Linked DNA regions of Columba livia: region 1 is linked to region 2. Evidence: chromatin contacts called from public Hi-C data. All regions are on one chromosome and are shown on one strand. The core of a region is the stretch at or near the end of the contact, and the rest is flanking DNA. Distances in the headings are between cores, read along the strand shown.

Region 1 (4,894 bases), core at 616-3,115, 140 kb before region 2:
CTACTCTGATTTAGCACCACGTTCCCGCGGCTCCAGCACGGCGTCACAGCCGCGGCTCCAGCACGGCGCCGCGCTCACCCGCGATCTCGCTGCGCCTGCCCCGGCTGCTGCGGGATGCCCACCTGGGACATCGTGCCGCAGGGCGATGAGCTTCCCCTGCCGTGCTCAGGAGATCCCTGTAACAACGACCAGCCCCGGGCTCGGACCAAACACTCGCTCTGTTCTCCTCTGACTGCAGCTGCCGAGTAGCTTGCAATCATATTGAAATGTATTTATGTCCACAGCATCCCTATAAAGCAGGAAGCACTATTTCCTCTCTGTACAGCTGGGAAATAAGAAGATCTCAGAGGTCCAATTCTATCTGAAATGACTGCATTAAAATTGTAGAAAGACAAGAAACAAACGGTACTTTTCAGGAAGGATGGGTATGATCAGCACTACACTTCTCCGATCTGGCTTGGGATGTGCCAGGACTTGTTCACCAATGGTGTGAAAAAATTTCATATGATAAAATGTTATTTAGGATTATGAAACCCAAAGGCAATAGAAAAGAGCTGCGGAAGAATGCTGCAGTAATGACTGCTGAAAGGATTAAATGGCAACTAAAATTCACTATCAGTAACTGCAGAGTATTGGTCACACATAAAACAGGCATTAGGCAATGGATGTACAATGAGAGGTTTTAGATTTGATACGCTTTGGAAAAGCTTTGTTGGTTCTTGTGGCCCATTCTCTGCAAACAGCAGTTCAGAGCGCCCTGGCAACCGCAAAGAAACAACAGAATCATTAGGAAAGGACAAGAAACCATAGCAGAAAACCTTATTAATTCTATGGTGCCCCCGAGTCTTAAACGCTCGAAGAGTTATTGTTAGGACTCAGGCCCCGCACACTGTGGAGGCACCTGAGGAGGTGCCGGGGAGCGGCGACGCGCGGCGTGGGTGTCACGGAGCCGCCCGCTCCACGTCCCGCAGCCGCTGCGCCCCCGGGAAGCTGCCGGGTGGGCAGCACCGGGCTTCCCCACCGCCCCCCCCGGGCTTCCCCACCGCCCCCCCCACCCCGGGCTTCCCCACCGCCCCATCTCCTCCGGTCCAGGAGTTTTCTCCATTCAAAATATCTGTTTGGAATCTGCCTTAACTATCACAGTCTGGTCCTAGAGTGACTAAAAAAGCCATTGGAAACTCCAAATTTTTAGCTTCATTCCTCATTACCAGGTAGCTTTTATTCATGGATACTCAAAATTGTAAAATACATCAAATCTCATGGAAATACCAGCATTGGGCAGCAAGTAAAACCCCTGCTGTTTCCAACAGCCTTTTCCAGACATCAAAGCAGGCAGAGGGAAAGTCTTAATGACAAGTAGCCACAACTCACAAAACTCCACTCCCAGGTACTGCGTCTCTTTTGATAAAGGTCCCAGGAAACGTCCCAACTTCCAATCAGCAGTGGAATTAAAGCTACAATTTCATTAGTTTCCAGTTTCTCACTTTAACCCTGTGTTCCATTAGATTCACCCCAGTCAGCACTCAGAACAAATTGCATTTCGGAAGATTAACTAAGTCAGATGGTAAGGCTAAGTGCACGATCTGTTCTCTCTCAGCAATCACTTACAGCTCATCAGCTCCTGCAATAAAACACGCGACAGGTCCGCTCTCTGACGGAGCAGGGGTAAGAGGGATGGTATGTTTTCATCACCTGATTTTTTCCCTTTTCCACAAAGCAGTGAAGAGCACAGGACTGCCACAGGGAACACTGACACTTTCATTTCCTGATTGAAAACACTGTAAGAGATGATTGCTGCACAAAACCACATCAGGATGCATTTTCTCCTGTTTAAGCCACCTTCCTTACAGGAAGAACGATCATTTGATATTAAAATTAAAATCACCGCTAAGGGATCGATAGCTAATCCTACAGATGAATCACAGCAACAGTATCTAAAATGCCTTTGGCTAATTCTCTTTAAAAGGCGCCTCCACTGAAAGCAGCGACAGTCCAGTCCGTATAAGGGAAGGAGAAGTCGGCTCTGCATTCAGATCAACCCTGCAGTAAGTGCTACAGGATGATTTAACACAGGATGCTGTAGAACAGAGACAACAATACACCAGATTGTAAAGAAAAAAAACAGATTGTAAAAAAAAAACCAAAACACACAAAGTCCTTTATCCTGAAAGCCCCACAGACTGTCCAGTGGGGAGGAAGGGACTGCGGCACTTCATTGAAAATGTGAATGGAAACTATGAATAAACAAATATAAGATTAATGTTGCTCCTAGTCTTGCTGCTGAGGAAGAAGTGCCAGCTTCTGGCCAAAATTCTTCTTGCATGTGGAGTCCATGGAGAGATACACATAGCACAGGTAACCGACTCGTCTCTACTCACATGTTACACCAAGGACGGAACCGCACACAAGTCTCAGACTGGTCAGGGAGCACGGGACCCGCTGCCGCCGGGACCCGCTGCCGCCGGGACCCGCTGCCGCCGGGACCCGCTGCCGCCGGCCGGCGCGACGCGTTCTGTTCTCGCAGCGGCCAGACTGACGGGGTACGGGGTACAACGGCCCGGCCCGGCCCGCACCGCCCCGCCGGGCGCCCCCGGGCCCGCCGGCCAGGAGGGGGCGGTAATGCCCTTCGCCAAACAGGGAAGCTCGGAAAGACTCAGAAAGGCAGACAGGGCGTTCAGGGGAGGGGGAGGAATCTAGAAAACAGCCTGCTGGAGCAACGCGGATAAAATGACACTGCAGGTAACGGAATACAGCTGAGCTCTTTTAACGTTTCTGTGACTATTTTCATGATTTCTTTGATGTCTGAAAGAAAGACAAATTATTGGAAAGATATACAGCCCCCAGAGCTTTCAGTTAGGTATTATTTTTAGCACTAATCACATCTGCATATTGCAGAAAGAACAACACATTTCCAGCTGGCATTCAGCAGCTGTATGTTAATGTTATTTGTGAAAATATGCTCAAAACCTTGTACATTAGAAATCTCAATTCAAAAGATATATGGTGATTTTCACAACCAAGAACCCGGCAGAGTAAGGGGAGGAATGTACCATCCCCTCGAGCACTCAAGAGTTAACTTCTCAGAAGTGGTGGTGAACTTTCCTGGCAAACCACTCACAGAAGCTCCCATGAGAAACACTTTTTACATCAAATATTCATTACATCATCACAAATACACACTGCCAGTTAGTCAGCAACGTACGTCACTGTAAGAACAACAGTCTCTCTGTAAGTTACGACTCACTGGTTATGTCATCCAATGAAATGATGTCCACCCAAAAATGATGGCTCCGAGAGTACAACAGAACATACAGTTCTCCACATCTGGAAACCAGAATCATTTCACACTCGACATCCATTTCCTTCCATCCTAACTTGCAGCTAATGTCTTCCCACCCTGAGCGCTGGCATGGGCAGATGTGTCCCCTCACCCACCCACTGCCGCTTTCTCCAAACAGCCTCTGATCTCCTTGGCTGTCAAGCTACAGGATAAAAGACTCTGTCAATAATCATAGCTTCAGCTTCCTAAATCCCTCCATAATTCTCACTCCAGTCAGTGTCAGAGTAATTGCAGTTTCACGTGATCAGTGTCCTAGCCCAAGTACAGTCCTCCATCTGCATAAATATTTCCTGATCTGTCTTTTCACCAAGCTCTGGAAGGTCAGTAATTGTTTTCTAGTATAATTGTTTCACCATTTCGGTCTTTAGCCTCAAGTTCAAGGTGTTTCTGAGTTGCCATCCATGTGAACGTTATTCTGTTTCCAGCATAATGTTCTTCCTCATTTATACTGTCATGTCTCCTTCTCCTTTCTCAGTGAGAATTGCCTGTCCTTAAACTCTGTATCTGGGTAATGTAATATTACAGCCTATTTCCTGAACTGGCCACATTTCAGTTACTCCAATTACACCAGATTTATCTTTAAGCAGCAGATGTCCTTGCTCTTGCAATCGTGTTTGCCGTCTCCCTCCCTGCCTCATCGCGCCCTCCAGCGAAGTATTCACCCGCTGAACAGTAACAGAAGCTGGTCTGCCTCCTTCAGCTACCTCGCCACACCGGTCCAAGCAGAAGAGGGGGCTGCTGTGCGGTTACTATCTCTGTGAAATGGAAATTTAAGATCTACATCAGATGGGGATTAGCCCCGTTTCCAACAACAGGAGGTGCTCAGTAAAACCCTCTAACGTAGACAAGGCCAAACAGCATTATATAGGAAGAGCTTTCCCGTATTTGTAGCTCATGGAGGCTCCTGAAGAGTCACCTGCAACTTTTCTCAACTAGCGGAAGGCACGTACGTCAGTTGTAAAAGAGCGTCTGTACCAACTTCTGGTTCCCAGTGGCTAAAAGCCAGAACAAACGTCACTGCGCCTGTGAAAGACAGGTCCGAAACTCAGAGGTGTCCGTGGACACTCTCACTTGAGTGTTTCTGGATCTCAAAGTCAGGCTCTTTGTCATACAGCTCACAACAGAGGTTTTGCCATTTATTCCTACAGATACATCTGCAGTAGCAAGAAGACCACAGTATGTCCTTCCTTTGTCCTTAGGCTGGAACAACTACCGTCCATCTGCCACTCTGCCTTTTGTTCCCAAGAGGGCAGGAACGCAGCCTCACATTTGCTGTCTATGTCCCCAGGAACACTGGCTGCTCTAGTGCTACAACTCTGCACACCAGCGGCCTCCCCTGCTCTAGGAAACACAGCTTTACACCCAAGCTCATCAGCGTTAGTCATGAAAATGGCACACGGTTTTCCAGCTCACACAATCACTGCACATTTTATTTCATCTTTATTTTACTTGAATACATGTATTGCATATGCATTAAGCAGACTCTGCCAGAAGCATCATTCCAGAAACATATTTAACTCGACAGCCTGCTCGAGTGGAACAGCAGCGTTACTT
Region 2 (4,501 bases), core at 1,969-4,468:
TGACCACGAGGTCGGTGACGTTCTCGGCCCCGCGCTGTGGGTGTGCGTTTCCAGCACGGGGTCGTGCTGACGTGTTTGTGTGTCTGCCTGCCCCGGAACCTCTTGAACGTGCTGGCTGATTTCAGAATAGATATTGCAGAGGCAAGCAGTTATGAGGTTGTGAAGACGAGATGCTGAGTGGAGGAGGGAACTGGAACTGAAGGGACAGCTGAGAAATATCACAAGCCTTATCAGATAAATGAGAGACTCGCAAGTGTTCCCACCCTGGGAAAAGCTGCACCTGGATGTTTTCCACGTGGCATTAGCCCTGCTCCCCGGGGTGCCCCCAAAACGAGGCCTTCAGCTGTCAAACAGAAACCCCGGGAAAAGTGAGATTCATTACTTTTGGTGCTTCTAGATTTATTTATTTGCTTCCTTGTACTTTGGAATTGCATTCGTTTTCCTTATGCTTGTGGATATGAAGTACCTGGAGATAGTGAAATTTGCCTATAAAATTAATCTGACATTTTTGTCACTAATATCGAAGAATATAAGCTCAAACCCCTCACACATTGCACATGAAAGACACAGTCTTCTAAAGACCAGATAATGATGGAACGAATGCCAAAGAGAAGGGTAAATGGAGAGACCTCCTGTAATGTCACCGAATCCGCGGGCTGACAGCACAGTCCTGCGTAGGGACTCGTCGGCCTCCTGGGACGGTGCAGACTGACACGCAGCAAGGCAGATACTGAAAAACGTACGAGCTCTGCTAGAGTTAGAAAAGGGCAGTTTCAGTATTACTATGCTCCACTAACTCTTTTTCTGGAGATGTAGGGTGTATGGAGTGCCAAACCAAACGAGAGCCGGCACGTGTCCTGCTGTGCTCCTGGTGCAGGGTCGCAGGGCTGGTTCTGTGTGTGTGTTTTGAACGCTGTCCTGTCTGTGCTTCAGCAGCCACGCGCTTCCACTAGACTCCCGGTCACTGGTGCCTCGTGGTGGTTTTGCAGTGACTTTGTTGGTCATGCTGGATTACTCTGTTTTTTCTGCTGTGTAATGAACTGGAGTAGAAGCCCGTAACACCCATCTGGGTGGAAATGGGCTGTGCTGTGTGCTGGGCTGAACAAAGCAAGAGTTTCATTTCCTGAAAAAAAAATGGGCAGTTAAAAATAAACGGTGTTGTGGCGCAATGAGCTGCTGATCCATGTCCTGTGCGGGCGGGCACCGCCAAAGGCTGCCGTGCAGAGTGAGGAGCGCTGCTGCGCCGCGTCCTCAGCAGCTCTGAAGAGCAGGCTGCAGAGCTTCCCCGTCCCCTTCGCAGCTGCGTAACGGGCTGGAGTTTAAGGGCTTCATTTTCCTTTGAGTCACCTTCTCCCCTTGCCGATGCGCTGGGGAGCACAGGATGAGGTCCCGTGGCAGCAGGAGGGTGCGTGGGCTGCGTGTCCCCGTCCCCGCGCTTCCTCGGCACAGCGGCAACCGGAGCAGGGACCGGAGCAGGGACGCGCCTCCCGCTGTTAATGGTGGGACTGGGATTCGTGGGAGGTGCTGAAAAGGAAGCATTTGGTGACAATAGAATGGGTTTGAGCAGGTCAGAAAAAGGCTAAATCCGGATGTATTTTTTTAACTGGTATCTTTATTTATTTATTTATTTTAGATTGAAACTTTGCAAAATAAAATAAAAAACCTGAGGGAGGTGAGAGGTCATCTGAAGAAGAAGCGGCCTGAGGAGTGCGACTGTCACAAGCTCAGGTATTTCTTGCGCACTCGGGAGCCACTGTTTGAGTGCGCGGCGGTGGCGGTGCCCCCCCAGGAGGGCTCAGGACCCCCGGGTGCCGCGGTGCTGGCTGACGCTGCTCCGTCGGCCGCGCGGGGGAGGAGCTGGGCAGCCGTCTGGCCGCCTCCTGCGCCCTCCCTATCCGAGCGCGTAGGCACCACCGTCCCGTGCATCCTGTGAAAGTTTTCCTGGAACGTCCAGGTAGTGATAATGGGGAGAACAAACAAAAACCCCAAACAAACACCAACCCTACCAAGTACACCTGGTATTGAAATTCTTTCATTCAGAAGGAAAATGACAGGAAGATGCTTGTCATCTTATCATCTGAACAAATTAGTGAGTATTTAGTTGAAGAAATGTTGTAATTGAGTTAAAAGTCTATTGATTTTAATCTGCCCCGTGTAGGGGAACAAGAACCAATGACAACTAACGTTGGAAATTGTAGCTGATCCGTATTGCAGCGTCACGGGGCTGCTTTGCGCTCCCCACATACCCCGAATGAATGAATTGAAGCGACACTGCATTAAATCTGCTTCAGATCCAGTGCAGAAGTGTGCTGTGAACAGGAGTGTTGTCTCTCTGTTGTTCATCAACAATGCTGGTTTTATTTTCCAGTTACCATTCAAAACACAGGAGCAAACTGAGGCACAAGGGATCCAGTCTTCATCCTTTCAAGTAAGTGAAAAAGGAAATACAAAGAAGTGAACACAAGGTCCATGCACACAAGTTACAAACTAAGCAAGAGGGGCAGTATTTCATTTATCCTGTATTCAAGAGAACAAACACACAGGACAGGGCAGGGAACGAAGTCTTTGTTGAAATGCCTGTAAACTCTGGATATAAGGTACCTGGTTTGGAAGTGTCACATCGCAGACTTCAGGCAAGCCTGTAAGCCTCTTTGGCTTCATTTTTTTTCAGTGCCATTGAATTGCACTGAATTCCAGAACCATTTGGAAGAGAAACCATTTGATTAAAACATACCAGTTCTTCCTTTCCCTCACAGGCACTTATTTTATTAGCTGCTTCGTTTTTTTAGGTGTGTTCAAGTCTAACAGAGTCTGCATGACACTCGTGTTTCATGTGTGCAGGAAAGCCCTACAGGAGAAGGACAGGCTGTGGCTGCTCAGAGAGCAACGGCGGAAGAAGAAGCTGCGCAAACTGCTGAAGAGAATAAAGAACAATGACACGTGCAGCATGCCCGGTCTGACCTGCTTCACCCACGACAACCAGCACTGGCAAACCGCTCCGCTCTGGACACGTAAGGACACGGGGAGCCGCGGCCGCGCGCCGGGTTACGAGGAGTTACCTGTTCCGCTACGCAGCCTTCCGCATACTGAGCGATCTGGGTGTGTGTTGGCGTTATCCTTGCGCAAAAGGCAAGGCAGTTAAATGAAAACCGCTTGCAGATAAGAACCTGCAGGTATTGCGTGTAGCACAAACGTGCGCAGTATCCCCGCGTCCGGACGGCTCCCGGGGAGAGCGGACGGAAGCAGCGGGTGCTCGGCCAGCGCTGCCGCCTGGGCCGGGCGCGCAGAACCAGCGCTGGGACGTGTTCTCTGCTTCGGAGCCCGCGGGGAGAGAGGAGCTGTCTGTGGATACGCAATGCCAGAGACAAAGATGATCGTCACAGCGCCTCGAGACAGCGGCATGCAGCTCATGTTCTATAACTCTTCAATTTGCAGTGGGCCCTTTCTGTGCCTGTACCAGCGCCAACAACAACACGTACTGGTGTCTGAGGACAATCAACGAGACCCACAACTTCTTGTTTTGTGAATTTGCTACTGGATTTTTGGAGTATTTTGATCTCAATACCGATCCATATCAGGTATGTGATCACGGAACAGCTCTCATTGTTCCTTACTGATGATAAGGTGAAGTGGTGCGGGATTGGTGCAGGACGTATTCTAGATAGGCCTGATCATTGAACGTAGTATGATTTACTTCTTTCCTGTTACAAGTAAACCACATGTATTCCATATACGAAAGTTACCAAACTACCGAGCACTAGTTACTAACAGGAACCCCTGTCTATCGCAGCTGATTAATGCGGTGAATACGCTCGATAGAGACGTTCTCAATCAACTGCACGTCCAGCTCATGGAACTAAGAAGCTGCAAAGGGCATAAACAGTGCAACCCAAGAACCAGGAGCATGGATTTGGGTAAGTGCCGCTCCCGTTACACTCAAGGAAACGGGTTCTTACTTCAGTATAAAACGTATTGGTCAGAAGGATTGCAGTGTTTCTTTGTACTGGAATGTCCTGCCGAGGCTGATGGCTGCATGCTCCGTGTTTTATATTTGCTCAATTTGTGCCATGTAATGTTTCTTAAGAATAATACTTCAGTAGTGTAGTGAGGATTATTGCCAAGATGTATTTCTTTCTAAATTGCATTTCTTATACCCTTTAGTACAATTAAGCTGACATACGAAATGCTATTTTCGAGAAAATCATAACCTTTAGAGCTTCAACACCTCCACCCAAAAATGCTGTTATCTGAGTGCGACAAAGCCCAAAATATTGTTTCGGGTCTTATTTAATATGTGCACCATGTAGAACTGTACATTTTGAAATCAACAGGTTCTGGCATTTAAATACACCACTGAAGGACATTTACAGAAAAGATTCAAACGTATCTATCCCAATTTACAACCTGTTTTACCTAGAATAAGGGATTAAATACAAAAAATAGCAGCTCCAGTTGACATGTGTGGAAATACTTGTCACGGCAATACACATTAATCTGTTAA

What was found. A called contact is a pair of places that touch in the nucleus more often than the background predicts.
Region 1: a Hi-C map of liver shows a contact between it and region 2, with 2.9 times the contacts expected there. The contact joins two enhancer-like sites. A contact is called at or near these places in 2 of 2 Hi-C or Micro-C datasets (crop and liver).

The regions. Positions count from the first base shown.
Region 1 is chr16:555,767-560,660 of bColLiv1.pat.W.v2, reverse strand. No RefSeq gene overlaps it. Among named protein-coding and RNA genes, the nearest start is that of SULF2, 48 kb to the right of the region's middle. Within about 2 kb of position 1,865, at least 1 of the 3 cell types and tissues checked has an H3K27ac peak away from gene starts, as active enhancers do.
Region 2 is chr16:415,303-419,803 of bColLiv1.pat.W.v2, reverse strand. SULF2 (sulfatase 2) reads left to right here. Exons shown (of 23, transcript XM_065031731.1): 15 at 1-10; 16 at 1,634-1,728; 17 at 2,369-2,428; 18 at 2,842-3,011; 19 at 3,436-3,578; 20 at 3,791-3,914. Among named protein-coding and RNA genes, the nearest start is that of NCOA3, 72 kb to the right of the region's middle. Within about 2 kb of position 3,218, at least 1 of the 3 cell types and tissues checked has an H3K27ac peak away from gene starts, as active enhancers do.